2 separate regions of the Pan troglodytes genome follow, and region 2 is linked to region 1. Evidence: chromatin contacts called from public Hi-C data. All regions are on one chromosome and are shown on one strand. Each heading gives the region's core, a stretch centred on a gene start, on an enhancer-like site or on the middle of the called end of the contact. The rest is flanking DNA. Distances are from core to core; before and after follow the strand shown. Region 1 holds the start of C2CD4C (C2 calcium dependent domain containing 4C). Region 2 holds the start of SHC2 (SHC adaptor protein 2).

Evidence for each region. Hi-C and Micro-C count contacts between places; a contact is called where the count stands out from the background.
Region 2: a Hi-C map of stem cell-derived neural progenitor cells shows a contact between it and region 1, with 2.1 times the contacts expected there. The contact joins the promoter of SHC2 here to the promoter of C2CD4C in region 1. A contact is called at or near these places in 1 of 7 Hi-C or Micro-C datasets (stem cell-derived neural progenitor cells) and 1 of 1 datasets of contacts at active chromatin or transcription factors (stem cell-derived excitatory neurons).

Annotation. Positions count from the first base shown.
Region 1 is chr20:2,681,777-2,688,417 of NHGRI_mPanTro3-v2.0_pri, forward strand. C2CD4C (C2 calcium dependent domain containing 4C) reads right to left here and starts at 1,983. Exons shown (of 2, transcript XM_016934474.3): 1 at 1,815-1,983; 2 at 1-1,211. The coding sequence starts at 1,171.
Region 2 is chr20:2,736,708-2,743,593 of NHGRI_mPanTro3-v2.0_pri, forward strand. It overlaps SHC2 (SHC adaptor protein 2), which reads right to left and starts at 3,552. Exons shown (of 12, transcript XM_054673894.2): 1 at 3,077-3,552. The coding sequence starts at 3,535. CIMAP1D (CIMAP1 family member D) reads right to left here. Exons shown (of 4, transcript XM_054672824.2): 4 at 5,882-6,886. The coding sequence ends at 6,379.

The DNA.
Region 1 (6,641 bases), core at 733-3,232:
TGAGGGCCAGCTTCCGGACGCTGGCGGGCCCCAGGCCGTCGAAGAAGAAATCCTCGTTGAAGACGGGGCGGCGGCTGTTCTTGACGATGGTGCTGCGCTGCTTCTGCAGCTTGCCCGGCACCAGGCACAGGCCCACGCAGCAGTTGATGCTGCGGGCGTCGCACAGGCGGTCGTAGAGGCCCTCGGCGGCCAGCAGGTGCACCCGCAGGCGAGCCTGGCCGGCCTCGTACTCGGCCAGCAGCCGCACGCTGCCCCGAGGGCCCACGTGGACCGTGTGCTCCCCACGCGCCTGGCCCGACTCGGGGCCAGGTTCCGGGGGGGCCCGGCGGGTCAGGCGGCGCCGGCTCCCGGGGCTGGTGTCCGGGGTGCTGTCGTCCGCAGACAGGGAGCCGTGGCGGCCCACGGAGTGCCGGAGCTGGCTCACCTTGGCCTGGCTGTCCTGGGCGAAACCTTTGAGCAGAGACACGGAGCGGGACAGCAGAGGGGACCCGAAGGGGGAGGACTCGGCCGAGGACCCTGTGTCGCTCTCCCCGCCACTGAAGTAGCGGCCGGGGCTCATGAGGGCCCCGCCAGCCTCCCTGGGGCCCCCATCACCCCCGTTGGCCTTGGCAGCTGCCCGGCGGCGCCCGGCCCCTGGGGAGCCCACCTGGGCCAGAGCCCCGTGCTCACTGTGGAACAGAGACTCCTTGCGCCTCGTGTGGGGGCTCTCGGCCAGCGTGGCGAAGCCGTAGGACGTCTGGGCCTTGGGCACCGAGGGCAGGGACATGGCACCCTGGGCCTGGGGGTCGGCGTCAGTGGCCTCCTCGGACGGCCAGTCCTCGGCACTCTCGATCTGGATCACGTGCCGGGTGGCTGCCTTCAGCAGGCTCTTGCTCTCGGCTGCCAGCTTGGCAGGCAGCCGGGGGCTCCGTGGGGTCTGGCGGGGGGCCGCAGAGGCCAGGTTCTGTTCCGACGTGGAGGGGCCCAGCGCGGCCTGTCCCTCGCCCTCCGCGGGGCCCGAGGGCAGCTTGGGGGGGATGAAAAAGTCGGGTATCTTGTCGGGCGTCAACACATTGCTGTACAGGGGCCCCTTGGAGGCCTTGTCCCCCGCCTCACTCCCCACGCCCCGGGCAGCACCGTTTTCCCCAGACCCCCGAAGCCGCTCCAAGAACCACATGTTGGTTTTTCTCATGGGGGCGGCAGGCAAGAGGCCCGGACAGGGGCTGCAGCGTCTGGGAAGAGAAGCAGGGGTCAGGAGCAGTGGGGGGCGGCTGGCAGAGGGCCCTGGGCACCTGCTCCCTGTGGGGCCACTCGGCAGGGCCCTGCCAGCGGGGTGGGGGTGGAGGGGTCCTCTGGGGGCGTCCCGCCCAGGCGCGGCGGCCCAGGACAGGAGTGAGGCGGGTTCCCCCCACCTTTCTCCGGAGAGATCCCGCTTAACTTCCAAGCACCAAGCCCAGGGGGGTGGGGGCCGCGCTCTGACTCTCCCGGGAGCTCCCAGAGGAGACTGGCCCCTCGCCCGCCCCCACTCTGGTTTTGAGCATCTCAGCGCTCATTCCAAAGGGTTCCGCGCTCAGTCCCAGGGGAAGACACGGATGTGGGTGGACCCCCGGGGTGTCCCAGCTCCGCCCCCCCAGCTCCCACCCACCTGTGGCTTCTCCCTGGACTGGAAGGCCAGGCGTTCGGGGTGGGGGAAGGGAGGGGCGGTAGGTCTGGGGCCGAGAGAGCAGCGAGTCGACTCCCCGGTGTCCCCCCGCCCCCAGCCCTCCCCGACTCCGCTTGGGGTGGGGGTGGGGTCCTGGCGGTCCCCGCAGACCGGGCGGGGTCCCTGGACTTACCTGCCCGGGGTGATGGCCCGAGGCCGGAGGTCTGTTCGCAGACACGCAGGGGTCTCGGCGCGCAGGCTCCCGGGCCTGGCGCGGGGGACGCGGCCGGAGCTTCGATGCGGGCGGCGGCGGCGGCGGCAGCGCAGTCGGACTCATTCACCCGCGGCGGGAAACCGCCCAGCCCCGCCGCCGCCGCCGCCGTATTCCTCCGAGTACGGCCGCCCGCGCCCCCGCCCCCGCCCCCGCCCCCGCGGGACGGGGGTGGGGCCGTCTCCCCGCAGCCCCCGGAGGCTGGTGGCAGGGAGGAGCCTCGCCAGGGCCCGGGGGCTGACTGGGGGCCGGTGGGAGACAAGCAGGTGGACACGGTTGGCTGACGGCCACCCCTGGCGCTCACGCCCGCAGATTCCGGGAAATCGGACTCCCAACCCCAAGCCCCTGCCTCCGTATATCGGAAGAGGGTCCCAGACCCCCTACTCGCTGCCGGCGAGGAGCTTTCCCGACTAACGGCGACGAATTAAATGACGGCAACAGTAATAAATGCAGCTGGGTTTATGATGGAGCGTTTCCTCCCTGCCAGCCTCCCAGCGTCCTGGCGGGTCTCTGACTCTCACACAACCCAGTACGCAGGTCCTGCTGCAATTCTCAATCTGTAGATGAGGAAGGTGGGGGGTTTCCTTCCAGAAACAAGGACCGAACAGCTACGGCAGCAGGTCTTACTAAATGGGCAACCTCTCCGCAGCCCTCCAAGAAGCCTGGAAGGGGGGGGGGCTCCTTCATTTCATGGACAAACGTTTCCTGAGCACCAGCTTGATGCTGGACAGTGACCTGGCCACCGGGGACACAGCTGGGACGGAGGGAGGTGGCCCCAGCCCTGGTGATGCAGGGGCAGGGTGCCCACAGAGCATACAGGTGCAGCTCAGAACTGCAGGGGTGGTGACGCCCGGAACAGGAATACAGCAGGAAAGCGTGAGGGTCGGGGCGAAGGGAGAAGGCACATGCGTGTGATTCACGGATGGAGAAACCCAGAGGGGGCAAGACCAGGTCCAAACCCAGGCTTCCTGGCAGTTCCTGAGACCACAGGGTGCCCCCCTCCTGAGGCCCCGACCCCCCTCCTGCCAGCTGCTTCTGTGATCTGCCAGCCCCGGCCTTCACTGTTTCCTTCTCTCCCTCCCTCCCTGCCCTCCCCGCCTCAGTTTCCTGTTCTGGAACCGAGCTGAGCAGTTCCCAGCCTCCTCGTGCTTGGAGCCAGCAAGATAACACATCCCCAGGACCAACCCGGAGCCGGCGGATGCCTGGCGCTTTATTGAATTATTGATTGTCCAGGAGCCTCCTGCATTCTGGGAATGTCCCCAAGTCTGGATGTGGCCCAAGCTGGGAGGAGCGGCTGCTGCCACAGTGGTAGAAGAGGGGTCCAGGAGGGCGAGAGAGCTGGGCTGAGGCCTCCCCACTCTCCACGTACCCTTGCAGTGAGGGGTTAGAGTCCTGCCGTCCAGAGGGGAAAGTGAAATCCGGAGGAGCTGTGACCCCATCTAAGCTTTGCTCACCCAGCAAACGTTGATGAGCCCTCACTTTGTGCTGGGGCAACCGCGACGCAGCCCCGAAGTCTGACAAGGAGGCAGACACCGAGGAATTCTCCCCTTCACCGCCGCCGCCTCCAGGAAGCCTGGGCAGGCCCCACCACAGCCTAGCAGGGCCCCCGAACCCCAGCTCCGGCCGCCATGCAGAACACCCTTGGGCTGCTGTCCACCACCCCTGCTGGGCCCGAGCCGGGAGGAGAGTCCTGGAGGTCCTGTCCCTGTAGTGTCCCCAAGGCACAGGCCAGCCATGTCTCCAGTAAACATTTGCCAAACAAATGGGTGAATAGCATCGCCACGATGGCCCCGAAACAGTGCTCTTTCAGCAGGCCCGAGGGGAGGGGGCCTCAGGGGCCACAGAGCCACCCTCCTCCATTGCAGACAAGGACAGCAGGGCCTGGGGAGGGAAGCGGACAGCTTGGGTCCGAGGAAGGGGCAGTGACGGGTCTCCTGACATCAGGCCAGCCCCAGGTATTGGGGGTTCGCTCTCCGGCACCCCTGCCCAGCCCAGGTGGGGGCAGAGCCTCTCCTGCCAGCTGGGTTGGGGGTGAGGCACTGAGTTTACACTATGCCTGTTTCCATGCTAGGACACGAATCCAGAGCTGGTCAATCAGGGCTTGAATCCTGGTGCCAACCCTTCCCACTGTGTGACGCTGGACAAGCATCCAGACCTGTGTCTCTTCAGCAGCCCAGGGCACCACGGCTCTCGAGGGAGGCCTCAACAGATCACTATGTGCAAAGTGCCTACAGCACCCCACCATGTGTGCGAGACAGGCGTCAGTCGCCCTCTCCCTCAGACGCTTCTGCAGGTCAGGAAGGGGTCTCAGCCAGGGGGGAGCTGGCCCAGACCTCAAAGTGCACCCCAGAGCCCTGACCCCACCACAGCCTGGCTTGGCCAGAAGCCCCACCCCATCCCCACACCCTATCACGTTTGGGGGCTGGGGAAACATAGGCCTGAAAAGTACCTGGGATGGGTCCTAACACCTGCCCTGTGGATGGACGCAGACCCCACCCTGGGTGGGGCAGGGGCAGAGAGGCCGGGGCCTTCCGGCTGCTTAGCTCTGCACCATCGGTAAGTAAACAGGAGCCTCTCCTGGTCAACAGAACCTTCTGCTTCCCTCTGCAGCAGCCTCGCTGCAGCCCTCCAGGATGGGAGACCAGGATGCTGTAGATTCGGGCTCAAGCTGGAGGAGGGGCCCAGGTGGTATCGACCAGCCCCTCTCCGCCCTGAGTCGTGGCGCCTCATGCTGGGAGGCTTTGGCCCTCCATCCCCCCAGGTGGGGGCCCCACCAGGGACCCGGGGCTTCCCAGAGCCAGGCCTGAATCCAAGACTGCCCCACAGTGGCCTCCAGGATAACAGGCTTGGAGGACCTACAGGGAGGTGGTTTAAAAAAAAAGGAGGGGGGCTGCAATCCGAGCTCCAATGCTGAGGAGGCCACTGGGTAGCTGTGCAGCTTGAAGACTTACCCTGGGAGCCTCAGGAAAGGGAGGGGACGGCGTAACAATAAAACAATCCCAGGAGCAGGACTGCCTGCGAGCTCCCAGGAGGGACCTGACTGATTCGTGCATCACGGGTTAGCCCAGTGGGAGGGCCCTGGAGGGCCACCATCGCCAGTTTCCAGAGAGGGACACTGAGGCACCTGGGAGTAGCCCGATTCCTCAGGGAGCACACGGAACCGGCTGACCTCCAGGCGTGCCGCAGGCGGGGTGCTCAGTTGATACTAGCTGATTCCCGGGGCATCCTGCCCCTCCAAGGCACCAGCTGACACCCAGGTCATCCTGGCCATCTATGGCACCAGCTGACACCCAGGTCATCCTGGCCATCTATGGCACCAGCTGACACCCAGGTCATCCTGGCCATCTATGGCACCAGCTGATACCCGGGGCGTCCTGGCCCCTCCATGGCACCAGCTAATATCCAGGGCATCCTGGCCATCTATGCCACCAGCTGATACCTGGGGCATCCTGGCCCCTCCACGGCACTAGCTGATTCCCGGGGCATCCTGGCCCTCTATGGCACCAGCTGAGTTCCAGGGCATCCTGGTCATCTATGCCACCAGCTGATACCTGGGGCATCCTGGCCCTCTATGGCACCAGCTGATTCCCGGGGCATCCTGGCCCCTCCATGGCACTAGCTGATTCCTGGGGCATCCTGAGCCCTCCACGGCCCCAGCTGATTCCCGGGGCATCCTGGCCCTCTATGGCACCAGCTGAGTTCCGGGGCATCCTGACCCCTCCACGGCAAGTCCTCCTGTCTCCTCGTGCAGAGGATCGAGTGCGATTCAGGGAAGAAAACGACTCATCCAGGCTGCGCAGCATTTAGAGGTTGAATGTGACCCAAGGTTCTCCTGCCTCCCACTCCAGGCTCAGGCTCCCGAGGAGTGGATTATTGACTTAATTATTCCAATTACTGGAAGTACAAAGGTAGGAAAGGGGAGGAGACAGGTGTAGGGACCCAGCTGGAGCCAGGCGTCTGGGCACCCAGACTCTTCCAACCCAGAGAACGGGATTGGGAGATGGGGGCCCTCCAAAACCAGCTTCACCACCTCCCAGTGGGATGGTCTCGGGGGTCACCTCGCCTCTCCGAGCCTCCGTTTCCTCATCTGTAAAGCAGGGAGAGTTTCAGCCCCCCGAGTTCATGATACTCTTGGCTCATGTCCCAGCAGGCGCCAGTTTCTATTTACACAGGGACCTGGAAGAGGACAGACAGAGGTGGAGTGTGGATGGGCAACTTGGGCCCAGGGCGCAGGGCTATGAATGAATGAATGAAGTGCATTTAGACCCCCTCTGTCCTATGCATCTTGGGAATCTGACACTCCCTACTCCCCAGCACTCCTCTGGTCCAGCGCCTCCTCCTTGCCCTCCCCGCAATTCCCAACAGTTTACTTCCCACGGGGAATGTTATCGCCCCTGTGCTCAAAAGACCCCTGGCAGCTCTTCCTGGCACCAGGCCTCCCCCAAGCTCTGTGTCCTCACCCCGCTTCTGACCTCACCTCGGCCATATTGGCCACCCTTCTGCTCCCTGAACGTGCTGGCTGAACACACCACAGGGCCTTTGCACACGCCGTCTCCTCTGCCCAGAGCTCTACTTTCTTCACCTGGATTTCCTGGGATTTCTAAGCTCCATGACGCACTCTTTTCCACAGTTGTTTGTTTTGAGATGGAGTCTCGCTCTGTCCTCCAAGCTGGAGTGCAGTGGTGCGATCTCAGCTCACTTAACCTCCGCCTCCCGGGTTCAAGTGATTTTCCTGCCTCAGCCTCCCGA
Region 2 (6,886 bases), core at 2,302-4,801, 56 kb after region 1:
CAGGCCTTTGCACCTGCACCTGCTGTGCCCCGACTAGAACTCTGTCTGCAAACCCCACCACATCAGGCCTTTGCACCTGCACCTGCTGTACCCCCCCTAGAACTCTGTCTGCAAACCCACCACGTCAGGCCTTTGCACCTGCACCTGCTGTGCCCCGTCTAGAACTATGTCTGCAAACCTCACCACATCAGGCCTTTGCACCTGCACCTGCTGTACCCCCCCAGAACTCTGTCTGCAAACCCACCACGTCAGGCCTTTGCACCTGCACCTGCTGTGCCCCGTCTAGAACTATGTCTGCAAACCCCACCGCATCGGGCCTTTGCACCTGCACCTGCTGTGCCCCGTCTAGAACTGTGTCTGAAAACCCCACGGCCGGGGTTTCCATGGCTCAGGTCTCAGCTTCAAGGTCGCCTCCTGGGAGGGGCAGCCGCCCAGCCTCCTGCTCTAATATCACACGATTTTAGCTCTGCAGAGCCCCTACCAGAACCTATTTCCTTATCTGTTTGTCCTCTTCTGATTGACTGTCTCTCCCACTGGAATCCAAGCTCCTTGAGAGCAGGAACGAGGTCTCTCATTGTCTACTCATCATCTGTGCCGGGCAGGGGAAGCGTATGCTAAATATTTCCTGCAGTGACGGAAAGCAGCAGTTATCCCCCAACATCCGGAGCCCCAACAACCCTGGCGCCTGAATTCTGAACATTCTAAATCCTACATCCACGGCCAATGGCCACACCTGACTGGTCCCGATGGATGTGGTGTGAAGGAAGCCCACGCGTCCTCCGTGGAACACGCCGGCCGTCGGCGTTAAACCTGTAGGACAAACTGCCGGGAGACGGCGAGGGCGGCCCGATGCCACCGGGGAAAACAGACCCAACCAGGCCTGGCATCTGCACAGACCCGGGGGAGGCGGAAGCGGGTCCCGGGGAGGCGGAAGCGGGTCTTGGGGAGGCGGAAGTGGGTCCCGGGGAGGCGGAAGTGGGTCCCGGGGAGGCGGAAGCGGGTCCTGGGGAGACGGAAGCCGGTCCCGGGGAGGCAGAAGGGGGTCTTGGGGAGGCGGAAGTAGGTTCCGGGGAGGCGGAAGCGGGTCTTGGGGAGGCGGAAGTGGGTCCCGGGGAGGCGGAAGCGGGTCTTGGGGAGGCGGAAGTGGGTTCCGGGGAGACAGAAGCGGGTTCCGGGGAGGCGGAAGCGGGTCCCGGGGAGGCGGAATCGGGTTCCAGGGAGGCGGAAGCAGGTCCTGGGGAGGCAGAAGCGGGTCTTGGGGAGGCGGAAGTGGGTCCCGGGGAGGCAGAAGCGGGTCTTGGGGAGGCGGAAGTGGGTTCCAGGGAGGCGGAAGCGGGTCCTGGGGAGGCAGAAGGGGGTCTTGGGGAGGCGGAAGTAGGTTCCGGGGAGGCGGAAGCGGGTCCTGGGGAGACGGAAGCCGGTCCCGGGGAGGCAGAAGGGGGTCTTGGGGAGGCGGAAGCGGGTCTTGGGGAGGCGGAAGAGGGTTCCGGGGAGGCGGAAGCGGGTCCTGGGGAGGCAGAAGCCGGTTGTACTGCGCAGGCCGAGCGCGCCTGGGGACCACACGTGGGGGAGTGAGGTTTCGCAGCCAGCTTCTGGGGGCTCCCACAGGCTTTGGTGGGCCCGGGCTTGAGGCCCCCACCTCTGCCTGTCTCCTAACGGCCCGCTCCTCTGTGCATCTGAGTCTAAAGTTCCTTCTCCTTACAGAGACCCCTGATCCAGCCAGGCCTCATCTTAACTAGATTACATCTGCAAGGACCCCGTTCCCGAATAAGGTCAGACTCCTACGGCACAGGAATTGTAGGGGGACCCTTCTCAACTCGGTGTAGGGGGAAGGACCCCACTGAACCCAGTGTAGGGGGAAGGACCCCACTGAACTCAGTGTAGGGGAAGGACCCCTCTCAACTCAGTGTAGGGGGAAGGACCCCACTGAAGCCAGCGTAGGGGGAAGGACCCCACTGAACCCAGTGTAGGGGGAAGGACCCCACTGAACTCAGTGTAGGGGAAGGACCCCTCTCAACTCAGTGTAGGGGGAAGGACCCCACTGAAGCCAGCATAGGGGGAAGGACCCCACTGAAGCCAGCGTAGGGGGAAGGACCCCACTGAAGCCAGAGTAGGGGGAAGGACCCCACTGAACTCAGCGTAGGGGGAAGGACCCCACTGAACTCAGTGTAAGGGGAAGGACCCTTCTCAACTCAGTGTAGAGGGAAGGACCCTACTGAACTCAGTGTCCAGAAAAGCAAAGACACAACCCAATGCAAACACAGGCTAATGTTCCTGGCCGCAGAGGCCGGGAGGAGCTGGGAGCACCCACCGGCAGTGGCGTGCGGGAGTGGCTGATCATCTTCCCAGACGCCGTAATGACTGCAGCTGTAGGACAGCTGCTCTCTCAGAAGACGGGGGACTATGCACGGTGCTGTCACCCCTGCAGGTGACTTCACACGGTTTACTATAAACCACAGAGAGGGGCAGACCCGTCAGCAGAAGGGAAGGTTACCCTCCTAGGTGGAGGCGTGCTGTGTCCAGGCGCCCGACTTCCCCGTGTGTTTGAAAAGGTTCATTTATCATAAGACCCAGGATAAATAAACAAAGGCCGCTTCTTTGGCCGCCCTGGAAGTCCCTGCAGCCTCCCATCTGGAATCCTGGGGTCTGTCCGGGCGCCAGCCCCTTTCCAAACAGCCCTTCCCGCACCCCCACCGCGGGCCAGCGTCTCGGGCCCCGTCTGTCATTCGTGAACAGCTGTCCAGGGGGCTCCGGTGGCAGAGACGCCCCGGCCGCTCGCCGCTCTCGGCATCGCCCGCCCAGTCCGAGTGGGGGGCGGTGCACTTGCGCATGCGCGCCCCTCCCCCGCCGCCCTCTCCCCGCCCCTCCCCACGTGACGCCGTGGGAACCCGGACCCCAGCGCCTCCGGGTGGGGGCAGCCGCCGGGCGCCGGCCGGAGATGGGGGTCCGGGGTGGCGGGAGAGCAGGAAGGATGGGGAGGGGACACCTGGCTCGCGGGGTCCGGGGGTCCCGGAGGAGAGGGTGGGGGAGGGGAGGCCGCCGCGAACGGGCTCCCGGCAGGGTGGGGGGGACTCACCCGCACGACGTAGGAGACCCCGGGCCCCAGAACCCTGGCGTCGGGGTGTAGCCAGCCGTGCGCGGGTTTGTGGATGAAGCTGCCCTTCCGGATCCACTCGGCGGCGGCGGCGGCGTCCCCGGACCCCGCCGCCCCCCGCGCGCCCCGCGACCCCCGCGACCCCGCGCCCCGACAGCGGCTGAGCGCGGGCAGGGGACAGGGCGCGGCGCAGCGGGGCTCGCAGGCGCCCAGGACGGCGGCCGCCAGCGCCGGGACGCCCCCCGGGCCCGCCGGCTCGGGTTGGGGGTCCGCGCCCCCCGAGGCCCCAGCCGCCCGCGCCGCCGCCGGGCCGCGGCCCAGGAAGCCGCCCGGGGCCGCGAACTTCCACTGCGGCATTCGGGGCAGCAACGCGCAGAAGGTGGTGGGCGCCTCGGGCTCGGGGGGCGCCGGGGGCGCGCGCCCGCCCGGACCCTGCGTCATGGCCGCGGCCGCCCGACGGAGCCCGACCGGGCGCTGCGCCTGGCGCGGAGGAAGCCCTCCCGCTCCGCCCGCTCCCTCCCGCCCCCCCGGCCCGGTGATGTCATCCGCCCGGCCCAACGCGCAGCCGCGGGGGGCTGCGCCCCTGGGACCCCGGCCCTCCTCGTCCCGGCGCCTGGCCGCGAGGCTGGGGAAACTGAGGCCCTCCGAGGACACCGGGCGCTGGCCTGGAACCCGCAGCCAAGGCGGGACGGGGCTCTGAACCCAGAACCCCGTCAGCGACCCTCCCCGCTGCGCCCCCCACCCCCGCCCGCTGCCCAAGTTCCCAGAAGGACCGAGCTGGAGAAGCTTAGAAATTCCACATCCCTTCTTTCCCCTATTTCCTAGTGGGGAAACTGAGGCCCGGGGAGGCGCGGCCAGGGAAAAGAGAACCCCAGACCCTAAGGTCAGCCCCTCCCTCTCCGTTGTTCCAGCTAGAAGGTACCTTAGGGTCACCCCTATTTCTTAGTGGGGAAACAGGCGCGGGGAGGGGAAGGGGCGCGGCCGAGGGCTCACAGACGAGGCTCAGACCCAGGAGTGCCGGCTCTGGCGGGGTGGGGAGGGGGCGGGGCTAGGAGCGGAGCCGGGCCCCTGCTCTGCGGCCTGTCCCGGCCTCAGTTTCTCCGGCTGTAACCCAGGGGAGCGGGCTGGAGGGTCGCGGCCCTTCCTCCCTCACTTCTGGGGAGCCCAGTCCCGCACCAGCTCATCTGAGCTCTGGGCCTCAGCCTCCCAGGCCGGTCGCTCCGTCCCCAGCCTCAACCTCTCCGAGACCGGCCGCACCTTCCCTGGCCTCAAGGGTCGGTTCCTTCTGCACCAGAAAACGGGGTGTCGCTGTCACCCCGGGACCCAGCCTCCTGGCCCGACTTGGCTGGAGCTCCCCTGCACCTGCCCCGCCCCAAGCAGGGCTGATTGCCGGGAACAAAGGGAGGGGCCGGGACGCGCTGGCAGGTGGGGAGGGAGGGAGGGGCGAGGCTGCCCGGAGCCCGATCGATAATTCAGGGGATGATATCACAGCCGGCGCCGCCCGCGGGGCCGGGGAGGTGGGGGAGGGGAGCGAGGCGCGCGGCCGCGATTGGCCGTCTCTGCCGCGGCGCGTGTCGGACTCAGCCCCTGCGCGTCCGCGGGAGGAGCAGATCGTGGGCGCGATTGGTCGGGCTGGAGCCGCGGCTGGACCTGCGCGCGGTGTGTGTGTTGTGCGCAGGGTGGACGCTGTGTCTGGGTGCGTGTCCAGGCATATGCAGGGGATCCAGGCTGCTGGGTCCTGGAATGTGTTCACCTAATGGGTAAAGGGTGGGACAGGTTTGGCGGCCCTAGGCTGAGGGCTGTGGGCTGAGGAGAGAGCAGCCCCACCACCCCCTCTCTGCGCCCTGCATGCCTCCCAGGCTGCATCCCTCAGGGAGGTCCCGGGGCAGTGTCGCACCCTCCCAAGCTCCGGGATTAAGGTCTTTCTGGATGGGAGGTTTGTAAGGTGGTCCAGGTACCATCCCTCCCTGGCACACAGAGGGCTCAGTCACACGGCACCCCCGGTGTGTTTCCTTCCTGTCCCTTGGAGACAGTGGCAGGAACTGAGTCCAACATCCAGAGTTCAAATCCTGACATCAGACTGAGGTGGGGGCTCACAGCATGCCCCAGGACAAATGTCCAGTCTCTCCAAAGCACCATTTCCTCTCAGTAGATGCCCCTGGTCCTGAGTTGCTATAAAGTCTAGATGATCTTTATTAATATCCAAAACATAGCAAGCAGCTACTGATGGCAGATATTAGAATACCTCAAGCTCCTATACATCCTTCAAAACCCAGCTTCAATATTGCCTCTTCCAGGAAGCCTACCTGGCTGCCTACTCAAAAGCTTGGCTCCACCTCCAGCCTCCCCTTGCCCTGGGTCTCTCTTCTGGTCTCTCAGACCCCCTGGGCACTGGAGGGCTACGGGTCTGGCTCTGGAGGGCGGCGTTCGGGTCTCTTTTCTGTGACATCAATAGACACGTTAAGGCCGGGCTCGGTGGCTCATGCCTGTAATCCCAGCACTTTGGGAGGCCAAGGCAGGAGGATCACAAGGTCAGAAGATCGAGACCATCCTGGCTAGCATGGTGAAACCCCATCTCTACTAAAAATACAAAAAGTTAGCGGGGCGTGGTGGCGGGCGCCTGTAGTCCCAGCTACTCGGGAGGCTGAGGCAGGAGAATGGCGTGAACCCGGGAGGCGGAGCTTGCAGTGAGCCAAGATCGCGCCACTGCACTTCAGTCTGGGCGGGAGTGCGAGACTCCGTCTCAAAAAAAAAAAAAAAAAGACACGTTAAATGAGTAAGCACATGTGATGCTGACAGCTCTCCAGCCCAGGAAAGGTTTATTGGCTAAGCAACTGTAGAAGGTGGAGTGGGAAAGGCACAGGCCTCGGGGCTGCCTCCAGCCTGAGTTTGGGCTGGGACCAGAGCTAACCCAAGCTGTGATGGGGACCTAGGCCCTAGTGGGGCTGGACGCCGAGTTCTGGGACACAGGAAGCTCCATCTCCAGCCAGCTACTGGGGAGGGCCAGAAGGTGTCCCTTTCCCAGCCTGGCCTGGCCTGGCCTGGCGTGACCTAGAAGAAACTGGGGCACTGGAAGGAGACTCACCCTGCACCCTGCACAGGGCCATGGGTCACAGCCCCCAGGGACTGGAAGGATCAGGTGTCCTAGAAGGACCTGGACAGTTCAGGAAAGGGGAGGGAAGACTCCTTTCCCAGCCCCTCTCGCCTTCTAGCCCCTCCAGCCAAAGCCAGGCCCCAGGAGAGGCCCGCCAGCCCCCGTTCACTGTGTGGGAAACAGGCCTGGCCTAGCAGCAGCGGCCGGGCAGCCTGTGCCCCGCAGGCCGGGAGGGCGTGGTGGCGGCCATGGTGCTGGCCCGTTTCGAGTGGCGGATGCCCATAGAGAACGCTGGAGCCCTGGCTTTGTTCACGGTGACCTGCTCTGGGCAGTGGGCGCCAGGGCCGGGGGTCTCCTCCAGGGGTCGCGGGGCCCGGGGCCGCCCCAGCATGGTGAAGGCAGGCAGGCGCTGGCGGTAGGTGTTTGCGTCCGGGCTGTCGTACTGGCCCGGGCCTGGTATCTCAGCAGGATCCTGCGGGGGGCGGGCGGGGGGTGTGCGGCCCACCACCGTGTAGCTGGGGCTGCTGGGCTTGGTGAAGATCTGTGAGCCCCACAGAGGGGGCATGGTGTAGGCATTAGGGGCAGGGGCTGAGGTGTCCAGGGGCTTCAGGGGGAGGCGGCAGCCCAGGGTGAAAGCCGGCGGTGTCCGATGGCACACAGGGGGCACCTTCTCTGGGCTGTAGGCCCCAGGGCCTGGC